Linked DNA regions of Mus musculus: regions 2 and 3 are each linked to region 1. Evidence: chromatin contacts called from public Hi-C data. All regions are on one chromosome and are shown on one strand. The core of a region is the stretch at or near the end of the contact, and the rest is flanking DNA. Distances in the headings are between cores, read along the strand shown. Region 1 holds the start of Dpp9 (dipeptidylpeptidase 9). Region 2 holds the start of Cnpy3 (canopy FGF signaling regulator 3). Region 3 holds the start of 2310039H08Rik (RIKEN cDNA 2310039H08 gene).

What was found. A called contact is a pair of places that touch in the nucleus more often than the background predicts.
Region 2: a Hi-C map of CD4 T cells shows a contact between it and region 1, with 5 times the contacts expected there. The contact joins the promoter of Cnpy3 here to the promoter of Dpp9 in region 1. A contact is called at or near these places in 3 of 484 Hi-C or Micro-C datasets (CD4 T cells, CD8 T cells and rod photoreceptor).
Region 3: a Hi-C map of CD8 T cells shows a contact between it and region 1, with 16 times the contacts expected there. The contact joins the promoter of 2310039H08Rik here to the promoter of Dpp9 in region 1. A contact is called at or near these places in 1 of 39 promoter capture datasets (pre-B cells) and 4 of 484 Hi-C or Micro-C datasets (CD4 T cells, CD8 T cells, memory CD8 T cells and 1 more).

The regions. Positions count from the first base shown.
Region 1 is chr17:56,217,212-56,220,302 of GRCm38.p6, forward strand. Dpp9 (dipeptidylpeptidase 9) reads right to left here and starts at 1,678. Exons shown (of 21, transcript NM_172624.3): 1 at 1,530-1,678; 2 at 198-250.
Region 2 is chr17:46,750,633-46,753,723 of GRCm38.p6, forward strand. It overlaps Cnpy3 (canopy FGF signaling regulator 3), which reads right to left and starts at 1,582. Exons shown (of 6, transcript NM_028065.4): 1 at 1,341-1,582. The coding sequence starts at 1,491.
Region 3 is chr17:46,771,140-46,774,230 of GRCm38.p6, forward strand. 2310039H08Rik (RIKEN cDNA 2310039H08 gene) reads left to right here and starts at 1,496. Exons shown (of 1, transcript NM_025966.3): 1 at 1,496-2,268. The coding sequence starts at 1,674. The coding sequence ends at 2,018. It overlaps Rpl7l1 (ribosomal protein L7-like 1), which reads right to left. Exons shown (of 7, transcript NM_025433.3): 7 at 2,768-3,091.

The DNA.
Region 1 (3,091 bases), core at 428-2,927:
AGGGAGGTTGGCCAAGCCTCCCTCAAACCCAGCTTACTAGCCACTCTTCCTTTGTCCCCCTGGAGAGGGCAAAGTACTGCAGCAGGGACCAAGACCAGGGGTAACTGGCCCCAAAGCCACTGTCAACCTCTGCATTCCACAGCAAGCCCCAGCCCACCACAGAGCCTGCCTTGCTGCCCGACCCCAGCACAACTCACCTTCTAAAGGGTCCAAGGAGCTTCCATGGCAGCTGCAGGCGAGGGGCACGGACCTTAGAAGAACAAATGTGGTGTTGTTAAGGTGGGCAGATGGGAAGGGCTGGCAAGAATGAAGGGGTTGGTGAAAATGGGGTCTGGCAAGGATGAAGGGGTTGGCGGAAGATGAGGGGCTGGCAAGGATGGAGTGGTTGGTGTGAACTGGGGAACCAGTGAGGATGAAGGGGCCGGTGAAGATGGAGGGGCCGGTGATGTGTGTGGCTTCTTCTCACTCACTTTCCATGCGGGCGGGAGTCTCCGCCTGTGCCTAACCCTATCTACCTGGTTCGACTCTAACTGAGCCTCCCAGCCCCTCGGGGCTGCCAACATGCCCTGGGTTGTACTTGGAAGAGACGTGTCCCTCAGTGTGCGGTCTCCCTGGGACCCAGCAGGGAACTGGCGACTGTGGTCCACACCTCCTGGGCACCAGTCCCAACTCTTCGAAAGCAGGTTGGTGATTGCCCTGGGGGCTCCCGAGGGAGCCTGGGTAACAGGCAGCAAAAAGGCCGCTGAGGTCAAAGGCTGGGCAAAATCGTGGATGGGGAGGGGATGGATGGGCCTAAGGCCGAGATCCTAAGGGTGGGGCTCAAGATGCAGGGAATGAATGCTGGAAGCTGAGGGGGTTCAAGCTAATCCGGGGAGGAAAGGGATGAGACAGAGGATATGATTTTAGTCTGGGAGGGTATCAAGCTTGGCATGCGACAATGTGGAAACTGAGGCAGAGGATAAGGGCTGAGTGAAGGATCAGGCTTGGGGAGTGACCAGTCTTGGAAGAGTCAGGCTGGTAGGGTCATTTGGAGAGGTTCATGCTGCGGGTTTCAAGCTTTGGGGTATGAAGCTTTAGGATTTCAGGTTTGAGAGGAGGGTCAACCTGGACTATCAGGCCTTGAGGGAACAAGTTGGACGGATCAAGTTTTGGGGATCAGGCTTGAGGGATCAAGCTGGGAGGGGAATCAGGCTTGCGGGGATCCGGCTTTAGAAGATCAAGATGGAAGAGGATGAGGCTTGAGGGGATCAGGTTGGGAAGGATGAGGCCGGGAGGGAGGGTTTGGCAGAGACGAGGCTGGCGGAGGCTGGCGGAGGCTGCGCGGACGCCGGGCTGAGCCGCGCTCTGCGATGAAGCTGGCGGCTGCGTCTCCGCAGCGGTGCGGCAGCAGCTCTTGGGCGCGGCCCGGAACCGGCGAAGCGCGGCGACCAGAGCGGCGGGGACGACGAGGACAGGGCGCGCGGCGCCGAGGCGGGCGGACGGCGCCGGCCGGGGCGGGAGGCGGCGAGCCGGGGCCGGACGCTGCTCACCCGAGCGTGGCGCGGAGGACAAGCTGAGCAGGGCGTCCCCGGGGCCGGCGGCGCCTCACACGCGACGCTCCATGCCCAAGACGAGGGCCCGGAAGTGGCGGGCGCGGGGGGACAGCGAAGGCGGCGGACACCGGGGGGACCCGCCAGCTGCGCCTCCTTTGACCCGGAAGTTGAGCTGCAGAAGCAGAGGCTTTTGATTGGGTAACGTCAGGGCAGAACCAACGTCCGTGAAACTCTAGGGGACAATGCTCAGGAGCGTCTTAGGGCTGAAGGCAAGGCTGGTGGCCCCTTGCTGTCTGGGAGAGGACTGCGGGATGGACACCCCTGCTCCAGTTCTGCTGGCCAGCTCGACCCTGCAGTGACCTATTAAAAATATCTAAGAAAGCTGAGATATTGGTAGAATAGTGGTTAGGAAAGCTGCCTTCCAAAAGGTGGCCCCGGGTTCTAGTCCCAGATTGCTTACGCCGCTCATCCCAGCGCTCGGAAACTCTCCACTTAATCAGGCTAGCTTTGAACTCTAAGATCTGCCTGCTCTGTCTAGATCTCGCCCACACCATGTTTTACTTTGTTTTTTGTTTTTCGAGACGGGGTTTCTCAGTATAGCCCTGGCTGTCCTGGAACTCACTCTGTAGACCAGGCTGGCCTCGAACTCAGAAATCCGCCTGCCTCTGCCACCTGCCTCTGCATTAAAGGTGTGCGCCACCACGCCCGGCTCATGTTTTACTTCTTATCTGTGCATTGTGTCTGAGCCACGCGAGTGTGACAGAAGAGGACAATGGGTTTCTTTCCTTTTAATTTTTTTAAATTTATTATTATATCTAAGTACACCTAAGTACACTGTAGCAGTCTTCAGATTCGAGGGCGTCAGATCTCATTAAAGGTGGTTGTGAGCCACCATGTGGTTGCTGGGATTTGAACTCAGGACCTTCAGAAGAGCAGTCAGTGCTCTTAACCACTGAGCCATCTCTCCAGACCCACAATGGATTTCTTGTAACTGGAGTTAAGGCCACATGAGTGCTGGGACATGGACTCCCCTCCTCGCAGAGCCACCTCTCTCAAGCCTCTAAAGAGCTTTTGTAAATAAAGACACACTCCCCAAAAGTTATCCTAACAGGGTTCCTGCAGAAGGGCATCCATTGTTTGGTGAGTGACATTTAGTGAGCATCCTCCATTGTTGTTGAAGTGTCCCCACTTAGCTTCCTAGCTAGTTAACTTTTTGACCGGAAATCCTGAGAGCTACATTTTTAACATGATGTTGCAACCCTGTTCCCTTTCCAGGAACCCTCCCTGGAGACACCATTTGTTACACAATTACAGGACGTGGCTGAGGGCCTGGCGGCTCTCCTGGTCTTCCCCAGTTCCAGCCATCCTCTTCTCTCTCCTGACCCCTTTCTTTTCACACCCATTTTGGGGAAGAGTCTCATGTAGCTAAAATTTATCTTGAACTCCTGCCTCTTCCTCCCCAGTGCTGGGGTGACTGTACACCACCATGCCTGGTTAATGAGAAGCTGGGGATTGGGACTGAGCCTAAGCCCCAGCATCTGCTTGAACTTGAAGATGAA
Region 2 (3,091 bases), core at 332-2,831, 9.5 Mb before region 1:
CAAAGAAAACAAAAGCCCAGGACTGGTGGGGAGGTAAGGGACCATCCTAGAACAGGTGAGACCTTTTAACAGGTATCTTCCAGTGAACTCACATTAACTCTAGGGAGTCTCACTTAAAAACAAAAAGTCCTATGTAGTTACAGTGTGTGTGTGCACACACGTGTGTGGATATGTGGATATGCACATGGAGGCCAGAGTTCCTTTCTGATACTGTTCTTCATCTTTTGTTTTTCAGACAAGGTTTCTCACTTGAACCTGGAGCGTGATCATTTGGTTGGACTGGCTGGTCTCCTGTGCATCTCTTTAGGTGCGGAGGTGCGGGGATCAGGGGTGCACAAACATTGCAGCGTCTGGCTTTTTATATCTGTCTTGGGGATCTGAACTCAGATCCTCTGGCAATCACTCTACCCACTGAGCCGAGTCCCCTGCCCCCATTCGCCACACATTTAACAGCTCAAATGGGAGGATTAATGTGTCCCAAACCACCAGCCCAGCATCCAGTGCTTAGGGAACATCTGGCCTGTGTACATCTGCTTGGTGCATAAAATGGATATCCAGAATACTCGGGGGAGGGGGGCCTTCGAGGACTTAGAAAGAAGGTCGATGGCTGCAAAGGTCTGAGAGGAAACTGAGCAATGATGAGCAGGGCAAAAGAGAGGTCTCAGTTCCTTGTCCTTCGATTTTTAAAATCTACCTCCTTCACTTCAGTCTCCTCTGCGCTCGATGCTTTCAAAAAAGTGACCTCTTGATCCTTTGAGTGTGAGTCTCTTCTCTCCACATACACTCACCGCCCCTCCATATAATCCTATGTAAAGCCCCCCCCCTTTTTTTTTTTGGTCTGCCAATAAATATTTGCAACTCAGTACCTGTTCTCAAGAAGCCAAAACCATACACAAATTAGGTTGTAGTGAAAGCACCACGGGAAAATTTTCAGGTTCCCTTTTCTACGTCATATGGACCTTTTCAGTTCCTCAAATTCGCCCTCTGGCTTCTAGGCCGGCAGGGCCTCCTCATCTGCCTCTGTTTCTGTGGTTTCTGCGGAGTGAGTTCCTCTGCACGCCATGCTTTCCCTGGCCAACTCTTCATTTCGCAGCAGGCTTCCTGTATGAAGCCTTCCCTCCACCCCCACCTCTAGTCTTGATGAGCAACTACCCCCGGATTCGCCCAAAAGCAGGGATCTCCAGGTTATCCGAGAGTCACAGCACCCAGCATTGCCGCAAAGCACACAGCAGGGCCAAGGAGACCCCAGCCCAGGTCCTGCCAGGCCCAGACCCTTCCCACAGGCCCCGCCCCCTCCCGCCCCTCGGGCTTGGCTACGCCCCGCGGCCCCGCCCCCTCACCTTCGCATTTGCTGGGCAATCGCACCCAGTCGGTCTCCTCAGCCCCGGCGGGACTCGGGCCTAGCTTCGGGGCAGGAAGGAGCAGCAGCGGAAGCAGCAGCAGCAAAGGAAATAAGAGGCAGCGGGGCGCGAGCTCAGACATGGACTCCATGGCCCAGCCGGACCCAGAGCAGAGCGGACCCGGCGGCGCTTCCTCCGGCAGCGCGCGCGGAGCAGCTTCCCCCGGCCGCTTCCGGGACTGCGCACGTGCCTCTGGGTAACCACGGCAACGGCGAGCTCCGGCCCGCCCCACGCCCGGTAGCCTCTAGCGGCTTGCGAAACCGACCAAGGCCCGCGGGCGACGCAACCAATGGGTTCGCTCGGCGTCTGCTTTATAGCCAATGAGAGGAACTATCTTTTTTTTTTCCCATCTCAGCCAATCAGAGAGCGGATGGTGGCTTTGGCGCCCTATAGCGATATCACTGCCAGCTAAAGGAGGCTCAGTAGCTGGAGCATCAGTTCCTAGCGGGTGAACCTTCATCATACCTTGGATGAACCAGCCTTGGGCATTCTAGCCCTGGATAACGGACTATCTTTCATGGTTTTGTTTCTTGTTTTCTGTCTTTTGTTCTTCGAGACAGGGTTTCTTTGTATCCTTGGCTGTCCTGGAATTTACTGCGTGGACCAGGCCGGCCTCGAATTCAGAAATCCAGCTGCCTCTAAGTGCACCTCCACACCGGGCCTCGTGGTCCTCTCCCCGCACCCCCACCCCCATTAAGGTGTTAATAAAAAAGTCTTTATATATTTATTTTGGGTTGGAAGACGACTGGAATCAGTTGCCTCCTTCCACCATGTTGGTTCTGGACCTCAAACTTGGATCCTTAAGGCTTAATGGTGGCCCTCTTTAGTCACTAACCTAACTCATCAACCCTAACCATGGCTTTCTTTATAAAGTTGCAAGCACTCACTAGACACCGGCTTTTAAGGCTTATTATTGCAGCCACTCACTCGAATAGATACTTAGGGCCTCACAACAGCCCAGATATCCAGTAATTGCGTTTCTCCTTATGAAAACTAGATTAATAAACAGATAAGAGTGATCCTCTTAGCCGGGCATGGTCACACGACTTTAATCCCAGCACTCGGGAGGCAGAGGCAGGCAGATTTCTGAGTTCGAGGCCAGCCTGGTCTACAAAGTGAGTTCCAGGACAGCCAGGGCTGCACAGAGAAACTCTGTCTCGAAAAACAAACAAAGAGTGATCCTCCTACATCTCGAGGTTTGCCTGTTGGGAAGCTCAAATCAATAATTCATGAATTAATGGAATTAAAAAAGAAATCCCTAGTTTTAGGGATGTTGCTCACTGGGAGATCTTTGCCTAGCACTTGACTACCATGTGCAAATCCCTGGTGATCCATCTCCAGGCTGGCATAAACCTGTCATTGGCTATATAGTGAGGGGGAGGGAGATATAGCCTGAGCTACTTGAGGCCATATCTACAAAACAAAACAAAACCACCTTGAAGTATGTGGGACAGATGGATAAACATCCCAGCATTTTTTGTATGGTATTCCAATCTCTTTTGTTATTTGTTTGGATTCTGAGCTCCTAAAAGGCAGGAACCTGGCATTGGACATTTACACTTCTCTCCTGCCTCTGCAGCATCAGGGGACTTGAGCTAAGAGATCCTTGCTGAGGGCTCCCTGGCTGAACACAGACCTTCCTTAGCTACAGAGGGGCTGCCTCGTGTGCATGAGGTTCTGGACTCAATCTG
Region 3 (3,091 bases), core at 246-2,745, 9.4 Mb before region 1:
GGCCTCCAGGCACTGGCTGTCCTTCCAGAAGACCAGAGAATTCAAAGCCCAACACCGACATGATAGCAGAACTAAGGGTTCAGTTGCTCTCTTCTGGCCTTTAGCAGTACTGCATGCATGTAGTACACAGACATAGATGCACATAATAAAATTAAAGGGGGGCCCGGGCAGTAGTGGCACCCGCCTTTAATTCCAGCACTTGGGAGGCAGAGGCAGGTGGATTTCTGAGTTCGAGGCCAGCCTGGTCTACAGAGTGAGTTCCAGGACAGCCAGGGCTACACAGAGAAACCCTGTCTTGAAAAACAAAACAGAAAAGGAAAGGAAAGGAAAGGAAAGGAAAGGAAAGGAAAGGAAAGGAAAGGAAAGGAAAGGAAGCCCTAAGAGGTTCAGCATTACATGAGGAAAAGTGTGCCAGAGGGGCTGCAGACAGAGCTCTCAGTTAGTAGAGTGCTTGGCTAATACATATAAACTCCTGTGCTCCATTCCCGGCACCATACAATACAATTCAATTCCCAGCACATACTGGACATGGACCCCTGTAATCCCAGCACTGCGGAGGTGGAGGGCCAGGAGTTCAAAGCCGCGGTTGGGAATGGTCAGCAGTTAGTGCCTGCCGTGCAGGTGTGAGGGTCAGAATTTGAATGCCCACAAACCCAGATAAATGCCAGCTGGATGCGGCGGTCTGCCTACTTCTGCCCTTCGAAGGCAAGGATCCGAAGTCAGACGCGTGCATACGCGCGCGCACGCACACACACACAGACTATATTGTGAGTTCAAGTTCAAGGTCAGCTTTGGCTACAGGAGACCTTGAAAACATGAGAACGGGGATAAAAATTCAATAGCCCTACCTGCTGAGCCATCTTACCCACTTTTTGGGTTTCATGGGGTTGTTTCCGGTGAAGGGTAAACATGCTGTGTGCTTTTAACATTATGCAAAGTATGCTTTACTTACTGATTTCTTGATCTGTGCCAGATCAAGCTGTTTATTATATACTTACATGTTTCAGTGTGTAACTCGGCTGGCTCTATGGCCCGAGCATATGGTGTTACAAGCATGAGCCACTGCATCCTGTCAGGATAGCTTTGATACAGAAATCTGAACAGCATTGGGAGGTGTAGCGCAGCAGACATTGGGAGATGACGAATCCTTGGCTCAAACCAAAATTGACTACAAATCCCAAACAACACATAACCCAAACCCAAACAACAACAACAAAAACCAGGGATTTGATCCTTAGTACCACAATTAACAAATGTGACGAGCGCTTGCTTGCTTGCTTGGAAAAGCATACAGAATCACGCTCTGGACTGTAGCGCGAGACTCAAACTACCAAGACGACCCTCCCGGCCCTGAGCGCGCAGCCTGCGTCCGCATCTACACGTGCCAAAGGGAAGTGCTTTTGTACAGCCACGCCTCCTCACACTTGTCTCACTGGGTGCAAAAACTTCACTTTTTGGCTCGTTCCCCCACCCCACCCCGCCCGCTCCTCACCCACCGCAGCACATCTCATGTTGTGGAATGAGAGCTGGAGGTTAACCCAGGCTGCAGCTTCTGCACAAATAGCCCGGGTCTTGGAAGGTCTACCCTGGGCTAAGTTACTAAGCTCCCCTCTACTTTTCACGAAGTGGTTGCTCCCACTCCACCCGGAAGTGCTTACAGCCGGATCCGGGGGATGAGCTGGTGGCAGGACATGGACCAGCGTGGCGGTGTCTCCAGTCCGAGCGGTGCACTGGCGTCTGCCGAGCCAGCTCCTGCCTCGGTGACCCTGGCGGAGCTCCTGCACCTGGTACAGAAGGGCCAGGAGGTCCCGGGCCTGGAGAAACGCCACATCACTGCGACCCACGGTGAACCCACCGCGTCTCTGCTCCCTCGGAGGCCCAAGCCCTGGGAAGATGCGGGCTCGGCCGCCTCACCCTGCACCATCGCCCTAGACACGAGGACGCAGCCTCCGACCATCGAGGAGCGATCCCGGGGCAGTCCAGCCGCCCAACTCGACGGAGGCCCAAGGGTTTCCTGATGCTCGAGGTGTTTCCCGAGGGCATGACTGGGTCCTACACAAACTTGAGTCTGGACACTTGCCACCTGTGGGACTCAATGTTGCCTAGTAATTTTGTTTTTGGATGCCAAATTTCAACTTCATACTGTGTCCTAGTCCATTTGTGTAACGGAAATAAGTTTCCCTTGTCACTGTAGGACAGCACAACCTCCTGGACCCGCTTGTTCTGATGATACCGATAAACCGATATCCAAAAGGCATTTCTAACTTGGCAGTCGTTTGGGTTTGATGAAAAGGTTCCTTCCCAGAGTGATACATAGAAACCCTGGTTCTTGGAGTTGGGGGACTGGAGAGAGGGCTCGGTGCTCTTCCAGAGGATCAAGGTTCAATTTCCAGCAAACATGGTGACTCACATTTTAATGGGATCTGACGCCCTCTTCTGTTGTCAGTGTGCTTGGCCACATAACTAAATCTTAAAAAACCCTGACTCTTGGGAGCAACTAAGGTAGTGCGAGCAGAGGCAGTTTGGTAGTTGGTACCCCCATAGGAGTTGGCTTTCTCCTCCCACCATGCACCAGACCCCCCCCCCCCCCCCCCCCCCCCCGGTTAAGCTCTGGCTTGGCAGCAGGTGCCTTACCCAGATTCATCTCCAAGGCTGAAACTAGTAGTTGGGAATTAAGCCCTGGGTTTCTGAGGGAGCATTCTTTCCTCCCCGCAGGACTTGTGAAACGGTGCCAGATGCCCAGGGGACTGGGCGAACGGCTCTTTTTAAAGATTTATTTATTTTATGTAAGTACACTGTAGCTGTCTTCAGATACACCAGAAGAGGGCGTCAGATCTCATTACAGATGGTTGTGAGCCACCATGTGGTACCACTGAGCCAACTCTCCAGCCCCTGGGCGAACGGCTCTTAACCACTGAGCCCACCTTGGGCCCCCTCGAGTGTTTTTGGAGTCGGGGTCGTTAATACATCGATCTTTGTCTGCCTTCATAGTGACACCAAGCTTGCCAGCAGTCCTTCTTTCTAAATAGGCTCGGTGGCTACTTCTCCATAGGCCCCAATGGCAGTATACTAGCTGCCAGAATGTCTATCC